Regions from separate parts of the Mus musculus genome. Here all the other regions are linked to region 3. A link is a contact called in public HiChIP or PLAC-seq data. All regions are on one chromosome and are shown on one strand. Each heading gives the region's core, a stretch centred on a gene start, on an enhancer-like site or on the middle of the called end of the contact. The rest is flanking DNA. Distances are from core to core; before and after follow the strand shown.

The links. HiChIP or PLAC-seq counts read pairs in DNA pulled down with a chosen protein or histone mark.
Region 1: an H3K27ac HiChIP or PLAC-seq map of microglia shows a contact between it and region 3, with 4 times the contacts expected there. The contact joins two enhancer-like sites. A contact is called at or near these places in 4 of 115 datasets of contacts at active chromatin or transcription factors (embryonic stem cells, microglia and pancreatic cancer cells).
Region 2: a contact with region 3 is called in an H3K27ac HiChIP or PLAC-seq map of microglia, with 6 times the contacts expected there. The contact joins two enhancer-like sites. A contact is called at or near these places in 1 of 484 Hi-C or Micro-C datasets (bone marrow-derived macrophages) and 6 of 115 datasets of contacts at active chromatin or transcription factors (bone marrow-derived dendritic cells, bone marrow-derived macrophages, embryonic stem cells and 2 more).

What each region holds. Positions count from the first base shown.
Region 1 is chr16:93,050,057-93,053,095 of GRCm38.p6, reverse strand. No RefSeq gene overlaps it. Among named protein-coding and RNA genes, the nearest start is that of Gm30474, 80 kb to the left of the region's middle. Within about 2 kb of position 1,620, at least 16 of the 459 cell types and tissues checked have an H3K27ac peak or open chromatin away from gene starts, as enhancers often do. A contact at or near this core is called in microglia, where this site is marked.
Region 2 is chr16:93,030,289-93,033,437 of GRCm38.p6, reverse strand. No RefSeq gene overlaps it. Among named protein-coding and RNA genes, the nearest start is that of Gm41499, 75 kb to the right of the region's middle. Within about 2 kb of position 1,642, at least 65 of the 459 cell types and tissues checked have an H3K27ac peak or open chromatin away from gene starts, as enhancers often do. A contact at or near this core is called in bone marrow-derived dendritic cells, bone marrow-derived macrophages and microglia, where this site is marked.
Region 3 is chr16:92,673,977-92,677,372 of GRCm38.p6, reverse strand. The region is part of intron 4 of Runx1 (runt related transcription factor 1); the gene reads left to right. Among named protein-coding and RNA genes, the nearest start is that of Gm30224, 80 kb to the right of the region's middle. Within about 2 kb of position 1,487, at least 56 of the 459 cell types and tissues checked have an H3K27ac peak or open chromatin away from gene starts, as enhancers often do. A contact at or near this core is called in bone marrow-derived dendritic cells, bone marrow-derived macrophages and microglia, where this site is marked.

The DNA of each region.
Region 1 (3,039 bases), core at 371-2,870, 380 kb before region 3:
GATGGACCCCCCCCCACCCCCGTAGTCCCTGTTTCTATAATCTATCCCCTCCCTGAGATTCAGAGACTGTATGCAATTAGGGCTGAATTGCATACAACGTGTTATGAGGGGCAGTTGGATATTCAAAGTGAGAGTCCCAAGACTCTCCACAACACCTTCTCTGAGAGAATGTCAATAACAAACACAGCTGTAATGACTTTGAACACGCCCATTTTAACTCCTGAAGAGGAGGTGGTTTCCTTCAGAGGATAGTACTGTCTAGCATATTTTTATTATCTCTAAGAATGATATAGTACACTTTTAATGCTTAATTTTAATATTATCATATCATAGTCTTTAATGTTTAGTAGTGAAGGCACAAGATATATGATTTAAAAGCATTTCTTGATGCAGTCCATACATTTTCTGAAAAAAACAAAAACCAAAAAAAGGTACAAAGCTTTTGCACATTAAGGAGCAGCACACCTTCAACACATTGCACCTCTCTTTGAACCTGGGGACACGCCCATGGTTTTGTCAAGGAGCATAAAGAGGAACTTGCCTCAGAAACCTGACAGCAAAGCTCTCAGTTTCTCCTCCTTCTCTCCAAGCCAAAACTTTGCTCTGTGGAGGAGTGGATGACCATGACCCAGGAAAGCTAGCAGGAGCCTCCGGATGTTAACAGGCATAATGAAATGAGGTTGTCTGCCCTCCCCACCCCAGGCCTACCATTCCTCAGTGCCTTGGTTGGCCAATAGGTTGACCTCAGCTCAGGTTTTATTGCATATTTATTTAAGAAACATGCCTGCTGAAATGACCCTTTTTGACCATACACAAGACCATGTATGTCACTGATCTGAGTGCTGACATGTGTTGGATATGATATGTTTTATTATGTCGAAACCAGGGCTCCTAAACTCTTCTCTAGTCCCAACTTCGTAGGTTAGTAGACCCTTATTTTAATGCTTTCACTAGACCAATGTTCCTGCAAACAGCTGCACAAACATGCAGAACCTTGCAGTACATGTGTGCATACCTCTGCACACACATACACACACAGACATGCATGTGGGTGGGTGTACATTTTAGATGTCATACCCATGTTTATGTGTGTAAGATAACTAGTCAAAGTAGAATAGAATTTGGTAGCATGAAGCAGGAAACACAGAAAGAAATTAGGTTTGGGGAATAGACTGTTTCGAGGAAATTATGGGTGGTATATAACAAGATTTCAACCATGTACCTGGCCAGATGAATGAGTTTCTTCAGGAGACAGGTTCAGGAGGAGTTGTGGAGGGAACTGACCAACTAGGAAGGCCAGGCTTCCTATAGAATCTACATGCCTTCCGAGTAGAAATCCATTTGGCAGCTAGACAATGCTTTTGGATGCTCTGCTGAGGCCATTCATTCATTCCTGCCACAACCATTTACTGAGTGTCTGTTCAGTGGGCTGGGCAAGAGTGGGAGGTGGAAGTCAGCATCCATCACACTCATGAGAAGCCAACTGTGAGCATCGAGCCGTCAGCCCGCAACAGGGCATCAAAGTCCTGAAGACAGACGACAGGGATGTCAGTGTATCCTAACTAAGTCCCCCCCTGGGACCTATCTCAGTGCCAGTATCAGGAGACTGATCTAAAAGGAAGTTCATCTTGGCCAATGGGTTATTTATACCACACATCCTGTGCAGCGGCCATTTCTCTGAGCATTAGCTACTCTGTGGTGGGGCTTGGGCTCCATTCGCAGAGAAGAGTCTCCACTTCTGTTATCCTCCAGTGTCAATCTGGAGCCTGTGACATTGTGAATCTCTTGTTTGTCTTTTCACTGAAGGAGAAAAGCCACCCTTGTTTATAATTTGTGGGTTATTTGAATATAATGACATTGCAGGCATAGTTACAGGAAATACTTTCTTGCAGTTATTTTGTTATGTCTCAATTCTGCACAGTGTTCAGCCAAGGAAACTGGGAAAACAAATGTTACCAGCTCAAAAAAAGAAAATTGAAGACAGAAGTATTCTCAGAACCCACTGTCTGCTACCAGTGGGAGCCTGACAGTGGAACATGACTCCAGAGTAGAGAGGGGCAGAAGAATACGCTCTCAGGGTTATTGTGTAACTAACTTCTTGATCTAAAAAAAAAAACATTAATTTTTTATTACAATCATTTACCATGTGTAAAAATGAAGATAACTGATTTTTACTTACCTGTATAAATAGCTGGCAATTTTGCCTCATGGAAAATAGCATATAGTGTGAATCCTATGATTTATTCGTGGCAGAGAATTGAGCAAATGTGTTTAATTAAAGATTAAGAACAAAAGCACTCATTCAAATGTGTTACAGTTTGACTACCTTCTCTAAAATTACTTGCATTATCACAATAATAAAATGTTTGGCAACTGGGTAAAAGTCCTCTCCAATGTCCCTGCTCCTATTCCGATCCATTAGCTGACCTGAGAGAGTTTGAAGATATCAGAGATATGTATTTTTACATGTCGGTCAGAATTTGCAGTTCAAGGTTAGCAGGGCTAATGGTAAGACCCTATCTCATGAAAGCTCAATGCTATAGACAGTCAGACAGACAGACAGACAGGCGGGTGGGTGGGTTGAGTGGTTGGGTAAGTAGGTAAGTGGATGGGCAGATGGGTGGATGGATGGGTGAGTGGATGAATGGATAGTGATAGATAGATGGATAGATAGATATCCTGATTGGCAAGCCAGTTCCCCATACTTTCTTGCCAGCACACTGTCAGTGTTGGGGCCTCTCTACACTTGTGCTTACCTTGGCAATTCAGGAGTGCAGCTCTTCTTGGCTTGCATGGACTTTCCTAGAAGACATTGCAGCCCAAGGATGTGGCAACGTGTACCTTTGTGACTGGCCTTTCATGTACAGCATCACTCAGAGGGGAAAGGCGGTGTTGAGATCCATGTTAGGATAAGCTTTTGTTTGACTCTCTCTGTCTCTCTGTCTGTCTGTCTCTCTCTGCCTGTCTGTCTCTCTGTCTGTGTCTCTGTCTCTGTGTGTGTGTGTGTGTGTGTGTGTGTGTGTGTGTGTGTGTGTGTGA
Region 2 (3,149 bases), core at 393-2,892, 360 kb before region 3:
CATTACACACTCAAACCATATCCCCTGAAAGTCACTGCTGGAGAAGTGTAAAATTTGAGAACAGCTCAAATATCTATCAGTGAATTTCATGATCAAGGCATGAAATACAGCTTCATGTTAAGGAACAAGCAGTGGCCTGATGGAGTTATCTGGGATCTCAGGAGTGCTAATCCCCCTGGGGAAACAGTGGAGAGGTTTTAAGCTGGAGGGTGGAGTGGGTTCATGTACCACTGAGGCTAGCCTCATTCTGGCAGAAACATAGACACTGGTGACCTTGGAGTGGCAAGGACCTTTGCCAGGGTATGGACGTTACAGATTTGGAATACAGACCTGACAGGGCAGTTGCAGCCCTTGCTGGTGGTGATCTGAGCATGGGTGACCAAAGGGACATGTTTCTGACGGGTAGAAGATGAAGAGAAGATGGAGGTTGGCACTGTGCTTGCTGTGGCCATTTAAAATCTGAGAATGTGTGCTCTGCCTGGCAGAGGTACTATAGGGTTAGTGTAGTTCCATGGGGAACCAGAAACCATCAAGGTGTTTGTTCACCCTTGAGAAAGGCATCCTTACCCAGGGGCATGTGGAAGATGGGATAGAGGGAAGGAAGCCATGAACTGAGGAGAGTCAGTGTGGTCAGTCTCCTGCGAAGGCATGGCCCTTGTCACCTAACAGGGAACCGAGACATACCTCCCCAGTTCCTCTTGCTCTGAAAGCATCCTTGTAAGATCTCCTTATCTCTCTGGGAGTAGCTCCACCTGTCCATCTCTCTAAAAGCAGTATGGGTTTCTCCTCCTAAGAATAAAAAAGACTAACTCGAAAATAGATTGCCTTTGTTGGCATATGCTAATGCTCTGAGAAGTGGCCATGTTCTGGTAGAGGGCAGGCACTATTCATTTCAGTCAATGGGATGCTGGATCAAAAGGAAAAGCAGGCCCTAGGCTAAAACAGAAGCAGAGGCCAGGTCTGGCATTGAACTTGTGAGTATGCTCAGACTCAGTGCACAGCCATTACCTGGGGACATAGTGCAGCAGAGCCACCTGCCCTTCCCTGTGCCATGACTGTCCTGTCCATCAGCCAGTGAAGAGGCCCCTCCATTTCTTCTCAGGGACAAGAGAAGGACTTCACTGGAAAACCTGCCCAGCACCCTCTACAGCATTTTATGTAGATTATGCAAATAATGCACATTTCTTGCTGTGGCCATCCAGGCACTATTACCTAATGCTCTCCTGGTCTCATTCACTGCTGACATAAAGATCTCTAAGTGTTGTTTCCATGGAGACAGCAGAATGGAGGACAATCCTGCCCACAGGTTAGAATCAGAGAGAAATGTTCCAAGAGGAAACTCCCTAAAATGTGTTCCTTCTTTTAAAAGCCCAACGCTGGTGGCATGGACTTACATTCCTCTTGGTGATTTTTGTAGTGGTTGGTTCTGTTTTACAAAGTGTCTAACCTACTTTGATGAAACTTTAGACCTCCAGACAGATTTATGGATCAATTTTCTTGCCTGCAACACGCACTTTGCAGGAGCCCTTTTCTAAGTATTTTGAATTCCAAGAAAACGAAAACAAGAAAAGTAGATGCGTCAAGACTTCCTCTTTTTCCAGAACACATCACCCCTCCTGTGTCACAGCTACTTACTTCTCTTCCTCTTTCCCCAAGTGTGTGATCAGTTCTCCATCAACACCCTTCCTCCACAGCCTGAAGCCTGGAATCAGCTACATGGGGCCGCCATATTAAAATTCCATGGACGTCTCATGGGAGGGTTAGAGAGTTCTCCCAAAATTCTGACATTCTGGCATGAGCCAGGCCACATGGATTGGACCACTCCTGATATCTTCTGGGGTTGCGGTAATTGAAAATTCTTGGCACCCCTCCTCAAGTGGCTGCATTGCCCAGTCTCTGGGTTGTACTGTGGCCTTCTACCTGTGTGTCTGTGCACATATTTAGATTAGGGACCATCTTTTGTGTGTGTGTGTGTGTACATGTATGTATATGTGTGTGCATGTGTGTATATGTGTGCATGTGTGTGCATGTATATGTGTATGTATTGTGTATATGTGTGTGCATGTCTGTACATGTGTATGTGTGCATGAGTGTGTCCATATGTGTAGAGTTGTATTATGCAGTTGTGTGTGTGCATATGTGTGTGCATGTGTATTTGTGTGTGCATGCATTTGTGCATGTGTGTGCATGTGTGTGTACACGTGTATGTGTGCATGTGTATGTCATATGCACACATAACAGGTGTGCATATGTGTGTGCAGTTGTATGTATGGATATGCGTGCATATGTTTGTGCATGTGTATTTTGTGTGTGCATGCATTTGTGCATGTGCGTGCATTTGTGCGTGTGTGTACGTGTATGCATGTGTGTGTGTTGCAAACGTTTAGAAGTAAAATTAGAGCATGTTTCTTTTGGAATTGGAGCTCAGTTTCAAACTAAACCTAAGCCAGGCACTTGTCATACGTTGGATCGCTTCTTCCTAAAACAGTTATGCTGAAAGCTTCCAGCCCCACCTGTGCGTGTATGCATGTGTGTGCATTTGTGTGTGTGAGTGTATGTATGTGTGTATGTGTGTATACATGTATGTGTGCATGCTTGTGAAGGCCAGATGTTGCTATCTGGTGCTTCTCTCTCTTACTCTACATCCTATATTTTAAGGCAGGGCCTTTTGCTGGGTCAGGAACTCAGCATTTTGGAAAGAATTTCTGGCCACAGGAATCCTCCTATCTCTGCTAGGATTGCAGGTAGTTGTGGCCTTGGCCTCCTTTTTCTAGGGATGTTGAGGTTCTGAACTCAAGTCTGTAGTGCACATCTTACTCACTGAATCATCTCCCCAGCTCCTAAGGGTCCATTTTGAAGACAATTTGCTTATATTTATGAAAACCCTCTTTCCAAATACAGAAACATTTAACAGGTGGGGCTGGAAGCTTTCAGCATAACTGTTTTAGGAAGAAGCAATCCAACGTATGACAAGTGCCTGGCTTAGGTTTAGTTTGAAACTGAGCTCCAATTCCAAAAGAAACATGCTCTAATTTTACTTCTAAATGTTTGCAATCAGTGCACTTTTTATAAGAATTTTCATTTTATGTGTAGGAGGGTTTTTTGTCTGCATGTGTGTATATAAGCTATGTGTGTGCAGTGCCCACAGA
Region 3 (3,396 bases), core at 238-2,737:
GCCTACTGCCCACTGGCATTTGACACAAGTGCTGGGCGTCCAAACACAGGTCTTCATGCTAGTGCAGCAAGCACCTTATCTACTGAGCATCTCCCAGCCCATCAGCCCTCCTTTTTTTGTTTTGTTTTTGTTGTTGTTGTTGGGTTTTTTTTTTTGGTTTTTTGTTTTTTTATTTTGTTTGGGTTTGGTTTTTGGAGCTTTCTCTGTGTAACATTGGCTGCCCTGGAACTCACTCTGTAGACCAGGCTGACCTCAAACTCACAGAGATCTGCTTGCCTCTGCCTCCCTAGTGCTGGGATTAAAGTGGGGTATAAGCGCCCTGCTCTATTTAATTTAAATAACATTAGAACAAAAGACACAAATAGGGTCCAAGCCCAGCCCCTGAGCTCTACTGAGTCACTTCCAGAGAACTCCAGAGAATGTCACACATGGCTTTCCCATTCTCCAAGTGGATGGCTCACTCTCAAACTGCTGGTCACTCCGCACAACCAGGCAAAGGTTGTTTCTATGGAGAACTGAGTTCTGTGCTTCAAGTTTTCAGTTAGGCTCTTGAGGCTTGGACGTTGGCCAAGAGCAGAGACTCTGGTCTGCATTCTGCCTACATGGACACAGACAGGACAGGGTCAGGCCAGCTGGACACAGGGGCTCTTCGCACGAATATCAGTCAGCCTACAGAAGCTGTGCAAGTCCAATGGGTTGTGTCCTGCCTATAAGTCCCTAAGTAAATTATGCAACTCTACCGTCAACAGATCATGGTGGAAATAGCAAGAGGAAGGGAAATGGAACGGACACACGTGTAAGTGCCGGCTGTTAGGAAGCACCGGTGGGAAAATAAGGGGGGAAATGCTAAGTGCATGCTGGGAATATCCTGCAAACACAGAAGTTATCCCTGGAATCTGGGGGAGAGCATTCATTTCCTTGGAAAAAAAAAAAGTCCCCAACCGTGTGTGTGTGTGTGTGTGTGTGTGTGTGTGTGTGTGGTTAGGCTTGCACATGTGTACACATGTGTGGATCTCAGAGGACAATTTGTGGGAACCAGTCTCCCCTTTTTCAGTATAGGTGCCAGGGACTGAACTCAGGTGGCTGGGCTTGGCCGCAGGCCTCCACTCACTGAGCCCTGTCGCTGGCCTGGGTGCGTGCATTTCCATGCTCAGAGTTACTTGTACCCAGAATTGGACATGGCATAATCTACGGTCCCCTGTAACCTTGGAGAATCTTCGGGGATTTCCTGAGTTTGTGAAGAGCAGACCTCCCTCCCAGCCCTTCCTGGCTGTTTTGATTTTTCAAAGGCAACATTTTAAAAAGAAAGTTTCCTTCCACTTGCTTTGGGGTGCCTAAAGTAGCAACTGTGCAGAAGGTTCCCTCAGAGAGACACAAAGAGAGGGATGTTACCGGTACTGCTTAAGGAAAATGGCTACCCCACATCCCCCGGGCAGAAGATCCTTTGCATGTGTAATCTTCCTTTTCGTGACAAAGGGCAAGTTTCACATCCCCAGAAACAGTCCCCAAAAGGAGAAGATGACTCATGTGTCCCAACCTACACCAAGGAGAATGAGAGTTACGGAGCCACTGAGAACGGGGGGTGGGGGGTGGGGATAGAGCAGCCCACCCACAGGCCAAGAAGGGCAGCGGGCTCCCAGCAAGAGACTGGAGGCCAACGGGCTTGGAGGGCGGGGCAGGGGTCAAGCTGGAATGTAGTGATGTTTAGAGCCTGGGCAAGCAGTGATCTTCAGCCACCTATCTTCTTGCTTACTTTTTGCTTCCTGCCCTCAGCCCTCCTAGGGGAAGCCATATACAGTGTTATAGTATCTTGATCCTGCAGTTTAGTCATTTGCTACATGCAAAGGGAAGCAGTGTGTCTCAGGCTAGACAGAGAGGCAGGGTCCTGCTGATTCTGTATTAGACCCCAGGGCTGTCAGTGTCCACCACTGAGTCCTCCCCTGAGGCCCTGGGACTGCCTGGCCTTGCAAAGCATGCCCCACAGCCCCAGCAAGTGTCCAGGAAGGCTCACCCCGTGACCTTCTTTCCAACTAAATAAAGCAGTTCGTATTTTGTTCTGCCCTTTGGATGGGCAGACTGGCGTCGAGGAGGACGCCACATGTTGCTGTCTTGGCTTGTTTATATAGTGGATCAGCCCCTCGCTGTCATGCCTTAAAGGGTGGCCAGCTGGTGATGCAGCCATGAACCGCCAAGTTCAAGTAGAAATCAGTCTGAGCAGCAATTCTGACACCTGTTGAGCGTTCCTCCTCTTCCCCAATTCCTCCCCCATCAGGTGTCCTTGGGCAGCTCACAAAAGCTGTTACCACTTTGTATTTTGCAGAAGAGAAAGCTAGGGCTGTGAGACAGTAACAAAGTTGCCCTTGAGTATGACTGTACAGGCAACGAGTGGGATTCGAACACGGGTATACTGGGTTGCTGAGCTCTCACACTTAGCCCTCTCCCTATGTACTTCCAGCTCTGGAATGTTCTGAGCAAGCTTTGTCTCTGGATGCTTGGCTGAGTCCAGACTTCCCCCTTCTTCCCCTGGTCTTTCTTTTTTGATGCTCCTTCCTCTTGCCTTCAGCCCTCTTGTCACTCCTGTCAAATATCAGTCCTCTGGGATCACAGCCATCCACTGAAGCTGATGCGGCGGGTTCCTTCAGTACCAGGAGCAGAATAAAGATTTCGAGGCTTCCCCCTCTCTGTCGGCCCTCTCACTGGCTGGATGATTCAGAGCATCAGTGGCTTACCGCTTGCCCCTCTACCACCAAAAGCCTCTGCCTCCAGCCAATGCCCCTGATCAGCACCAAAGTGATCTATGTCCTGGCCAGCCAGGGTTTCTGGGAAAGCGGGGTCTCCCATCAGGCAACAGACTAAAACATGAAGTCTTGGACAGCCCAGTCTCTCTGCCCTGCCTTAGACCCTGAAGATCCCAGGAAAGCGAGTGTTATTTTGCTGACCGGTACTCCTCTAGGTCGGTCCCTTGTGAGTCTCTCCTCTCCTGGCGGCTGCAAGTTACGGCGGAGAAAAACACTTGAGAGTGTTTCACTCTCCACGCCCATGTACTTAAAATACCAAGCCCATAGGTCATTTTAATAAGGGAATTTGGCTAACAACACATGTGCGCTGGAGGCCCTAGCTCCCACGTCTGCAGGTGCTGGCCAAGCAGGGCTGTGTCTGAGCAACCACGGGCCTGGGTGGGTGGAGAGCAGAGCTTGCAGCTTCTGTAATTCTGAGCACCGAGATGTGCCTCTGGCTACCTGGAAGCCGTTGTCAGGGACGGGCCTAAACCCAGCTGGAAAAATACAAACAAGAATGGAGGTCAGGTTAGAACCAGGGTGACAAAAAAGTCACCATGGTCTATAGATCATAAGCAGATGTCCTTGTACTCAAAGCTCTTACCAGGACTGGGGAGGT